Regions from separate parts of the Oryctolagus cuniculus genome. Here regions 1 and 2 are each linked to region 3. The links are chromatin contacts, called in public Micro-C maps. All regions are on one chromosome and are shown on one strand. Each heading gives the region's core, a stretch centred on a gene start, on an enhancer-like site or on the middle of the called end of the contact. The rest is flanking DNA. Distances are from core to core; before and after follow the strand shown. Region 1 holds the start of LPCAT4 (lysophosphatidylcholine acyltransferase 4). Region 2 holds the start of SLC12A6 (solute carrier family 12 member 6). Region 3 holds the start of EMC4 (ER membrane protein complex subunit 4).

Region 1 (3,434 bases), core at 361-2,860, 160 kb before region 3:
TGAGTCCCTGTCACCCACATGGCTAAACAGGATTGGGTTCCACACTGGCTCAGCCCTGGATGTGGCAGGCATTTTAAGAGTAAACCAATGAATGGAAAAAATCTCTGAGTCCCTGTCTCTCTGCCTTTCAAACAAAATGAAAATAAATTTTTAAAAAATTTGAAGAAATTGGTTTTAAAAAAGCTAGAATCTGGAAATCATGTGTGATTCGTGTGGGGACCTCCATGTTACAAACAAAAATACCCCAATCCTGCTCCTTGGTCTCAAAAGGATGCATGAGTTTGCATACCTTTCAGCGTAGTCCCAGAAGCAGATCCACCTGGAACCTGGTTTCAAGAAGCCAGTGGAGCCACAGCCCTTCAGCTCCCCTAACTGCCAATCACTGGGGCAGAATAAATAAAGCAAGGTGAGCCTGGAACTCAACACAGCTGGAACAGAGGTCCTCGTCTTCCTGAGAGAATCTCAGAGGGGAGGTGGACATTGGCAGTAAGCAAGCTGCTCAAGTTTAGTGAAATAATACAGCTGGCAGGCCAAGCAAGGCGTCTCGGCAGAGAATCCGAAGCCCCGCCTGCACTCAGACTGCATTTCCTAGGGGTCTGGGGGCCCACGGTTCTCCTGCTCCCGCCCTCTTCCTCTGGGATATGGCTGGGCCTGCAACCTGTGAAATTCCTCCCGGCACGGGCGGAGACGCTTCCAGCGCGGTGTGCGGTGTGCCGGGGAGCGCGAAAGCCGGCTCCATCTCCTCACGCCGCCCCGCGCCGTGTGCGTTCTTCAGCCTCTCACACGCCGGGGCTAATGCCTACCTTTCTACCTAACAAGCTGAAGGCAATGCGACTCGCATTCCTTTTCCGTCGCACTTGTCTTTTTTTTTTTTTTTTTTTTACTGGGTTCCTGGCTCTCAAAGTCCACCCAGATTTCCCGGTCCCTTATCTCACTGTGGCCTTATAACCCAGGCCGCTGAAATGCCTTCTCTGGGGTGGTTTGGGCCCTGGGGGCGACGGGCAGGACTGCGTTCTCCCCGCACCTGGCGCCACGCGGGGCGTTAGCGCGCCGACCGCGGCCCGCAGCGCCAGCACGCGGAGGCGGCGCCACACGGCCGCCAGGGGGCGCCGGCGCCTCAAGTCCGCGCGCCATGGCGGCGTCGCCCAGACCTGGAAGCAGAGGTGGCCGGCCTACCAGGAGCGGCGACGGGGCTCGGGAGCCCGCTCAGGAGCCGGGCCCCAAGGTCCCTTACGGCGGCCAGCCCCGGCGGAGGGCGCACCCGCACCTCCATCCCCCTCCCGACGCTCCGCCGAGGACCAGGGCGCGCTCGGCGCCGCGCGCACCTCGGGCCCCACTCCCGCCCCGAGCCCCGAGGCCTGCTAGCGGGCGGCGGCCAGGTGTTCAGAGGGGAACGACCGCAGGGCCGCGGCGCCGGCGTCGCGCCCCGGCCTCGGCGGACAATGGCCGCAGGCGCTGCGAGCATCGCGCCCGGCTCGGAGGCGCTGGAAGCCCCGCCCCCGGCCGGCGCCCTGACAACGCGGGCGGGCCGGGCCGCGCCGCCTGCTCCCCGCCCCTCGGCGGCCGGCGCCAGGCGGGGCCCGGGCCAGAGCGCCGGCGCTGCCGCAGGAGCAGCGGCTGCTGCAGAGCGGGGCCGGGGCCGGGGCCGGGGCCGGGGCCGGGGCCGGGGCCGGGGCGCCCTCCCGCCCACCTCCTCCCGCCATGAGCCAGGGAAGCCCGGGGGGCTGGGCCCCCGTCGATGCCACCCCGGGGCCCCCGGCGCCCCCCAACCCCTTCGTGCACGAGTTACATCTCTCCCGCCTCCAGAGGGTTAAGGTGAGGCGTGGGCAGGGGGCTTCGGGAGCCCTCGCGGCCAGAGGGAGACAGGGCCCATGTAGAGCCCTGCGGCAGATGGGCTCGGGGATCCGGGCTGCGTGGCTTGCGCAGCAGGCGTCGGGAGGTGCGCACGTGGGGGCGGCCGGGGGTGGGTGGGCAGGAGCCTTGGAGGGGACGCGATGGGTCACCTCGAAGGTGTGAAAGAATCGAGGAGGTGGGGATGGAGGACTGGAGGGGACCCAGGAGTAGAGGAGATGGAGGAGCCTGGGAAACGCTGTCTGCGTCCTGCGGAGCTGACAGGCTTGGAAGGGGTCGGATGCTCCGGGAAGCCGAGGTTGGGGGCGGGGGCGTGCGCACGGCTCCTCCGGGGCTCTGACTTGGAGGGAGGACGGTTCCGGGCCCGGAGCCTGCGCCCCTGCGCCCTTCCATCACCCCCTTTGCCCGTTCCCCCCACCTCCAGGCCCCGCACTGCAGCACCTCCCGTTGGGGGCAGGGTTGGCCACAGGAAGTGGAGGTGGTGTGGGCAGGGAGCGTTCAAGGTGTCTGCTGTCATCGCCTCCCCTGAGGCGGGCTCCAGGGACTAGGTTTGTTTACCTCCTCTTTCCCCAGGGCAGCCTATGGAGTTACCTTGGCTCCTGGCAACCCTTGAGTCCTGGGTAGGGTCCAGCCCTTTGCCATCCCCCCAGTGCCAGGGGATTGCTGCTGGGCAGTACTGGAGACCGACCCACTGAAAAGCGCACCTTCGATGTCTCCAGCCCTCTGCCTCCCAAGCCCAAAGTGGGAAGAACCATGCACCTGGTTTCTGTTGGACATAGGAGCTATTTATGGAAAGGGAGTTGGGGGAGGAGGCCCTGCCTCCAGCGGACTCCATAGCAAGCACAGTGCTAGGCGCTCTCACGGGTTTTCTCTTTAAGTGTTCCTAGCAGCCCTGCCCAGTACTTGATGCGGTTTGTGCCTTCGGTTTTATAGGTGGGGTGGGGACCAGCTGCGAGATGTGAGAACAGGAGGCCCTGCGCTCTTCATCTTCCACCCTCTTGCCCTCCTTGGGTCCCAGCCCCTCTCCTGTTGGCACGCCACTTGGCACCTGCAAGGGGTGGTGGCTCCTGGGTCTGTCCCTGTGGGAGGGGGTCCCTGGCCGTGGCGGAGCGTCATCTCCCAGCTCTGCAGTGGCATTCTCTCCCTCTGCAGTTCTGCCTCCTGGGGGCACTGCTGGCCCCCGTCCGAGTGCTTCTGGCCTTTATCGTCCTCTTTCTCCTCTGGCCCTTTGCCTGGCTGCAAGTAGCCGGTCTCACTGAGGAGCAGCTTCAGGAGCCAATCACAGGATGGAGGAAGTAAGTGGGGGAAGGGATGGACCCCTTTCTTGTTTCCCTGCTGTCCGTGCTGCCCCCACTGTGAGAAGATGAGAGGGCTGTGAAGTGCACCTGCCCAGCCTGGGTTGGTGAGATGAGGCAGCCAGCCCCGGCCAGGTTCCCTGATCCCCATCTCTAAGGGATGTTACCTGACCTTTCCCGAAGGGGCCAGAGACTCCAGCCCCGTGGCCAAAGTATTTGAGGGCAAAAGGGAGACCCTGCTTTCCTGGGTTCCTGAACCTTGGGGGTGGAGAGAGGTCCCAGTGCCAT
Region 2 (3,660 bases), core at 1,085-3,584, 130 kb before region 3:
AAAACCCTTTCTTTATTGTTCATTTGAGAGAACTTCCATCCACTGATTCACTCCAAAAATCCCTTCAACAGCTAAAGGCTGAAGCCAGGAGCCTGGAACTCAACCTGGAACTCCCACATTTGTGGCCAGGACTCACTACTTGGACCATCGACCGTGCTGCCGCCCATTGTGCACATGAGTAGGAAGCTGATGCGGGAAGCAAAGCTGGGACAAGGACCTAAGCACTGTGATGTGGCATGCAGGCATCCCATGCATGTATCAAACATCCAACCCATGCAGCAGGTCCTTGGAAAGAAAGTCTGTGAGGTTTGAATAAACAGCAGGCCTGCCTGAGGGAAGAGCTTCAGGACATGGTTTCTTCCTCAAAATGCCGGGGTCAGGAATCCCAGGGTTTAGGGCCCCACTGCTTGGCTTCCAATCCAGCCTCCTGCTGATGGAAAGCAGGTGCACTGGAGAAAGCGGGTGATGGCCCAAGTGCTTGTGCTTGTGCTTGAGGGCCCCGTCACCTAGTACAGGAGACTAGGATGGAGCTTGGGGCTCCGAGCATTTGCCTGGCCCAGCCCTGGCCATTGCTGCCATTTGGGAAGTGAACCAGCAGATGGAACATTCTCTCTCATCCTTTCAAATAAAAAATTTTTTAAATCTTTAAATAAAAAGTTAAGCTTGAAAAGATTTTCATTTATATGAGAGTTTCTCATTTTGTTACTAGGTTCTTCAACTGGATTTCACACTTTCTCAATTGATAAAAGGGAATTTCTTGGCTTGGAACTTTTTTTTAAAGATTTATTTTTATTTATTTGAAAGAGTTACAGAGAGAAAGAAAGGCAGAGAGGTCCTCCATCCGCTGGTTCTCTCCCCAGTTGGCCACAACGGCTGGAGCTGCACCAATCTGAAGCTGGAGCCAGGAGCTTCTTCCAGATCTCCCACATGGGTGCAGGGGCCCAAGGACTTGGGCCATCCTCCACTGCTTTCCCAGGCCAGAGTATAGAGCTGGATCAGAAGTAGAGCAGCCAGGTCTCAAACCGTCACCCTTATGGGATGTCGGCACTACAGGTGGTGGCCTTACCCGCTACGCCACAGCGCCAGCCCCTTGCTTGGGTCTTAAATACAGTTCTATTGCTAGGGATTCTGCTTAAACATTCCCACTTGTGAGAAGCAAGGAGCTAGTTTTCAGGGCTCAGGATGGTTAAATTTAGATGTCTTGATGAAACTAAATTTTCAGAAAACTTTGATGAACAGGACCTGCAACACCAGCATCCCATATGGATGTATCCTGGCTGCTCCACTTCGGACCCAGCTCCCTACTAATGCGCCTGGAAAAGCAGAGGATGGTGGCACAAGTGCATGGGCCCTGCCATCTACTTGGAAGATCTGGAGGAAGCTCCTGGCTCCCTTGGGGCCATGTGGGGGTTGAACCAGCAGATGGAAGCTCTCTCCCTCTCTCTGTGTAACTCTTTCAAAATAAATGTCTTTAAAAAAAAAAAAAAAAAAAAACTTTGAACAAAAATTTGTTGAACACCTGTACTTATGCATTAAGTAAACACAAAAATATTCTAATGCAGTAAATTATAGAAAAAAATGTCCAAGGGAAAATAGTTCAATATATTGCTTTTACAATTAAAGCCGATTTTTTTTTTTAAAGATTTATCTATTCGAAAGGCACAGGTACGGAGAGGGAGAGACAGATCTTCCATCTGCCGGTTCACTGCCCAGATGGCAGCCACGGCCAGGGCTGGGCCAGCCCAAGGCCCTGAGCCTCTAGGCGGATGCAGGGGCCTAGGCACTTGGGGCATCCACCGCCTTCCCGGGGGCATCATCAGGGAGCTGGATCGGAAGCTGGGGCGCCATGCAGCACCTGGCGGGACGCCAGTGTTGCAGGTGCTAGCTTACCCACCACACCGCAACCACGGCCCCTAAAGGCGACTCCTTTAACGGAGCATCTGGGATAACTAGAAACTGGGCACAGCAATTCTTAAAAGGACAAGGAGGAAGGAGAATGCACGTGTGACAGAAGATGTGTAACCGAGCACACAAAGCTTTAGGTTAACCCGCTACACAGATTTCTATGAGGGTCGTACCTGGGCTTGTGGTATTTACAGAGGTTATGGGTGTCTACCAAGACGCTCTTGTTAGGGAAATGGTCCTGAGGGTCTGCGGGTGAGGGTCGCTGCCGGCTCTCCCGCGTTCCTCCAGAGCGCGTCGGGCACCGCCACCCCGCCGCGGCGGCCCGCAGCGCGGCTCCGAGGCGGACTACAGTTCCCGTCGTGCCCCGCGCCCCCGGGCCCCGGCGGGCGCAGGCGCGCTGCGGGCTCCCCGCCGGCGCAGAGGCGGGGCGGGGCCGCGGGCGCCGGAGGGGCAGCGCCGCCCTCCCACGGTTCCGCGGGGCTCCTCGGACGGCTGACCTCGAATGAGGAACGAGCGGGGAGGGAAGGGGAGGGCTGCGGTGGCGCGGGCAGAGCCCGCCGGGCCCGGGGCGGGGGGCGGCGAGGTCACGTAACGGCCGCCCCGGCGTCTCCGCTCCCCGGCATCCCGAGCGCGCCGCGGCTCAGAAACAGTTACCGGCTCGTAAACAACAGCTGCGCGCGCACCGCATCAGCTGGCGCCGGCATCCCGCACCTGCGACCTCCGCCCCTCCTGCCCAGGCAGGGCCGGCGTGCTTGGCGGGCTCCTCCTCTGCCGGGACCGAAGGAAGACCTGCGGCGGGCCGGGGGCGGGGAGACGGCGTCTTCCCCACCTGTCACTCGCGGGAGGACCCGGCGAGCCGGCCGTGGGCGCCGGTGGACTCGCAGCGACCCGCCACGACCCCGAGCTGCAGTCGGAGGGGTCTTGACCCGCTAGCCGCCTCCTGCCGGAAGAGCGGGCGCGCCGCCCCCGCAGCCTCCGGAGGCAGGACTCCGCCGTGCCCGGCAGCCGCCCGCTTCTCCATCCAGTAGTGTGGGTTATTCTTCCCGTTATGCATGTGCACCTCTCCCTCCAGACCCGAGTGGATTGTCGACCTCGGGTGGCTCTGCACGCTCCTCCTCCCAGCCAGCCCTGGGGGGTGTTCACCTGATACACAACAGGTGGCCGGGTGCACACCTTTTCGCAATCTGGTCCGCGCTGTATCCACTGGTAAGGGCGGGCCTGTGCGCACTCTGCTCGGCTAGACCCGTGGGACGCTCCGCCGATCACGGACTGCTGCCCCGGAGGGAGCCTGGGGGTGGAGGGCGAGGACGCTGCAGCGCTGCGAGGCCATGGCCCTGCGCCCTCAGCCCCGGGCCGGGGGCGGCAGCTAGGTCGTTCTTCCTCCTAGCATCCAAGCTGCTATCGTTTCGGTTTTTCCTCAGAAAAAGGGGGGAAAATGCCTCAGCTGTTGGGGGTACACTTTTCAGGACAGTCAGCTTGAATTCCGAGTAGGATTCTTGTGTGGGGCTTTGTGTGGTGTGAACCGAGGTGACAGAAGGTTGACTTTGTTTTAAAGTTTTCTATTTCTGCAGTCAAAAGTAGCATAGGAGCAAAGTTTTTTGTGAGGTTTGTCCCTTTTTCTTTGTTCTTGAAAAAAGAAAAATGCATCCTCCAGAAACCACCACCAAGATGGCTTCAGTTCGGTTCATGGTGACACCAACCAAGATCGATGACATTCCAGGGTTGTCAGATACCAGCCCAGATCTCAGCTCTCGA
Region 3 (3,288 bases), core at 113-2,612:
AGAGGAGATGGAAACTGCTGGTACACACAGATCATTTGCAACCTACCTTCTTAGAACTTATGCTCCAAACGTCTCTTAGTTTTACCAATTATTAAGCACTTTTGGAGCTGCTAAGCAGACTTCTGTAATAAACTCAAGCAGGTTAGCTCACAAACATCCAGGATAACAGTAATGCTACCCAGAAGAGGATGATGGATCAACTGGCCCAAGGACTACAATAACATTTATACCTCTGTACCTTCTCCACCAGGATCCGGTCTGTCTCCTGCACACTGGTATCAGGCACTTGCTTGTCCAAGTAACCGACTGGGTACAGTGAGTCTCCCTGACCACTACTCCGGTCACTTCGGCCCCTAAAAAACCCAAGCCAAAAAATTAAACCTGAACCTCCCACGCTTATATCCCCATTTCCTGTTCTACCAACCACACGAAGAGAGACCCTCAGATGCATCGATACAAATTCGACCAAGCCTTCTGGTGAGTTCGTCAGCCCCGGGCTTATTAACAAGACAGAAAAAAAGCATCCTTTGGTCACATCACCTCCAATAGCAGAGAAGCTGCAACCTCCCCGGGTTGTGCGCCACTCAACCTGTTCAGAGGCTTGCGCCTCAGGGCCCAGGACCCATCACTCGTACTGCTCTGGGATAGAAGACTGGTGTCGAGCTTCCCCAGATAGCTCACCTGCTGCCTCCTCCAGGCCCGCTCAGCTCAATGGCCCACTTGAAGCGCCGGCCTCGGTTCGCGACCAGGCTCCCTTGGGCTGTCATAGCAACGACCGCTTACTAAAGCCGGGAAACTTCTCACCCCAAACCGTACGCCTGCCGCAGGCCCACTAGCGTCCCTAACTTCAAGGTCCCGTTCTGCAAGAACACTTCCGGCGCCGGTGTATGACGTCACTTCCGCTGCGGGCCTAAGCGCGTTCGGGGATTAGAAAGTGGGGCAAGTTTTAAAAGCTTCCGAAGCGACTCCTGGGAGCTTGCACCTTTCTGAATAGGCTTGCTCTGTGTTCCCTGACCTGAGGTGCGCTTTACAGAGCAGAAGCAAAGTCCCTAAGTGACTCTGTCTCAGGAAGCGAAGCCAAGAAGAGAATTCTTCATCGTCTCGCTCCCGGGAAGAAGCGGTGGAAATCCTCGGTGTAACTCCCAGCTGCACCGCCGACTGCCCTCGAGCGCGTGATTTAGTACCGAGTGTTGAGTATCCCGCGGAGCTTTGTTTAGTTGCGCTGACTTCTCACAGCAACCCTCGAGCTGGGTAGTTTGAGCCCCGTTCTGCGCGACGCCAGGGTGGCGGGGTGGGTTTGGGAGCCGCGGACTGGAGTCAGAGGGCCGCCTCTCACTTCGGCTCCGCTTTCACTGTGTGACCCTGCGCAGCTTGAACACGTTGTGCTTTAACTTCACCCGTAAAAGGTGGATGATCTGCCTATTTTTACGGCTTATTGTGAGCTTACGTGGTACCCACCCCATGCATGATGTGTTGAATTTGAAAATTTAGATCGTTATTCTTGGCGATTGGATTTTGTATTACCTAACTTTTATACCTTTTCACAATTTAACCCACTATTGGATATTTAAATTGATTCCCGCCCGCTCTTATAACCAATGTGAACATCCTGTTTGTCATATTTTGTCTACTATATTCTGCAAAATAGCACTTTTACATTGCATTGTGTCTGCTTTAAAAGTTCATAGGAAAATTGAATTACAGGATAATGAGAATTTTCTGTGAAATTCCTGAAGCTCCCGTACTCCTCTATATCCTGACCTAAATCCCCGAGGGCAGGAGATTAAAGTATTGTTAGAAATAATAGATCCTTTATAGAAATGGGATTCAAATTGAAACTAAACTTATGAAAATTTAGGTTTTTGCACAAACTGTTTTTTCAAGGAAAGGGAAATAAGTATAAGTTTTTCTATCAACTTAGGAAACCGAGTTTTTTTTTTTTTTTTTTTTTTTTTGGCAGGCAGAGTGGACAGTGAGAGAGAGAGAGAGACACAGAGAAAGGTCTTCCTTTACCATTTGTTCACCCTCCAATGGCCGCTACAGCCGGTGCACTGCGGCTGGCGCGCTGTGCTGATCCGAAGCCAGGAGCCAGGTGCTTCCTCCTGGTCTCCCAGGGACCAAGGACCTGGGCCATCCTCCACTGCCATCCCAGGCCACAGAAGAGAGCTGGACTGAAAGAGGAGCAACCGGGACTAGAACCCAGGATTCTAATTCTAATTCCAGATAATCTAGGAACATTTTGACCTTAATTTCTTCATCTCTAGAAGAGACTGATTGTAGGTGATTTCTAAGAGTGAGTGAGTTCTAAAATGTATTATACGTTTGAAAAAAACATTTTACATATTGTTATTCCATTCATATACAAGTACACTCAGGAAAAAATGGCACAAAAGATACATGAGAGTCATGAGACACTGAATCATCTTTTTAAATTGTGCTGTCCCGTGTTCTCTGCATTCTGCAGGTTCTATTTTTTGTAGTTAGAAACATGTAAACAGTATAATTGTGATTCTAATCTTAGAAGTATAGTGGTTTCTGTTCTGAACACACGTGAGCATCAGCTCAAGCACGTTCTGAAATGCTGATGCCTGGGCAGCTCCAGAGATGCTGATCCATCTGCTAAGGGTGGGGTCTGCGCACCAGTGTTTTTTATGGTTCTCCGGGTGGTTGTCCTGTGGGGCGAGAATTGAGAACTGCTAACTTAAAGCAGCTTGTTGCAAAATAACAAGATTATCTTCATCTCTCTGTCTTGTCTTTCAAAATAAAGTGAAAATAAAATATTTAAAGAGTAAAATAAGCAAACACAATAACAAAGTTTGAACTTACCGAGAATTTTAGCAACCACTAGCTTTTGAGAGCCTCCTTGTATGCCTCCCACTGGATTAAACCTTGATTATGATGGACATACTTAACTTTCCTTACTTGTGCCTTTGAGCAAAGATGATTTTAATTAAAGAAAGTACAAGAAAGTAAACCATGATTGTTTTCTTGTTTGACATTTTTAAAGTTTTATTTAAATAATTATTTTTTATTTGAAAGGCACAGCGACAGAGAGAGAAATCTTCCATTTCCCAAATACTGCAACAGCCAGGGCTGAGCCAGGCGGAAGCCAGGAGTCAGGAAATCCATCTGAGTCTCCCATGTGAGTGGTAGGGACCCAGGTACCTGGGTCATCATCTGCTGCCTTCTCAGGGTGTGCATTAGCAGAAAACTGGATGGGAAGTGGAGGCACTGGGGCTCAGTCTGAGGCACTCCACTATGGGATGCAGTCATCCCAAACAGCAGCTG

What was found. A called contact is a pair of places that touch in the nucleus more often than the background predicts.
Region 1: a Micro-C map of ear pinna shows a contact between it and region 3, with 9 times the contacts expected there. The contact joins the promoter of LPCAT4 here to the promoter of EMC4 in region 3. A contact is called at or near these places in 3 of 6 Hi-C or Micro-C datasets (ear pinna, skin fibroblasts and an unstated tissue).
Region 2: a contact with region 3 is called in a Micro-C map of ear pinna, with 4 times the contacts expected there. The contact joins the promoter of SLC12A6 here to the promoter of EMC4 in region 3. A contact is called at or near these places in 3 of 6 Hi-C or Micro-C datasets (ear pinna, embryonic fibroblasts and an unstated tissue).

The regions. Positions count from the first base shown.
Region 1 is chr12:55,627,327-55,630,760 of mOryCun1.1, forward strand. It overlaps LPCAT4 (lysophosphatidylcholine acyltransferase 4), which reads left to right and starts at 1,611. Exons shown (of 14, transcript XM_017348160.3): 1 at 1,611-1,815; 2 at 3,004-3,146. The coding sequence starts at 1,702. It overlaps LOC100355813 (olfactory receptor 4F15-like), which reads right to left and starts at 1,273. Exons shown (of 3, transcript XM_008269585.3): 1 at 1,177-1,273. The coding sequence starts at 1,273.
Region 2 is chr12:55,654,051-55,657,710 of mOryCun1.1, forward strand. SLC12A6 (solute carrier family 12 member 6) reads left to right here and starts at 2,335. Exons shown (of 26, transcript XM_008269264.4): 1 at 2,335-3,111; 2 at 3,560-3,660. The coding sequence starts at 2,958.
Region 3 is chr12:55,784,206-55,787,493 of mOryCun1.1, forward strand. It overlaps EMC4 (ER membrane protein complex subunit 4), which reads right to left and starts at 1,363. Exons shown (of 5, transcript XM_002718012.5): 1 at 682-1,363; 2 at 239-353. The coding sequence starts at 767. LOC127483703 (a long non-coding RNA gene) reads left to right here and starts at 893. Exons shown (of 2, transcript XR_007910206.2): 1 at 893-1,251; 2 at 1,961-2,974.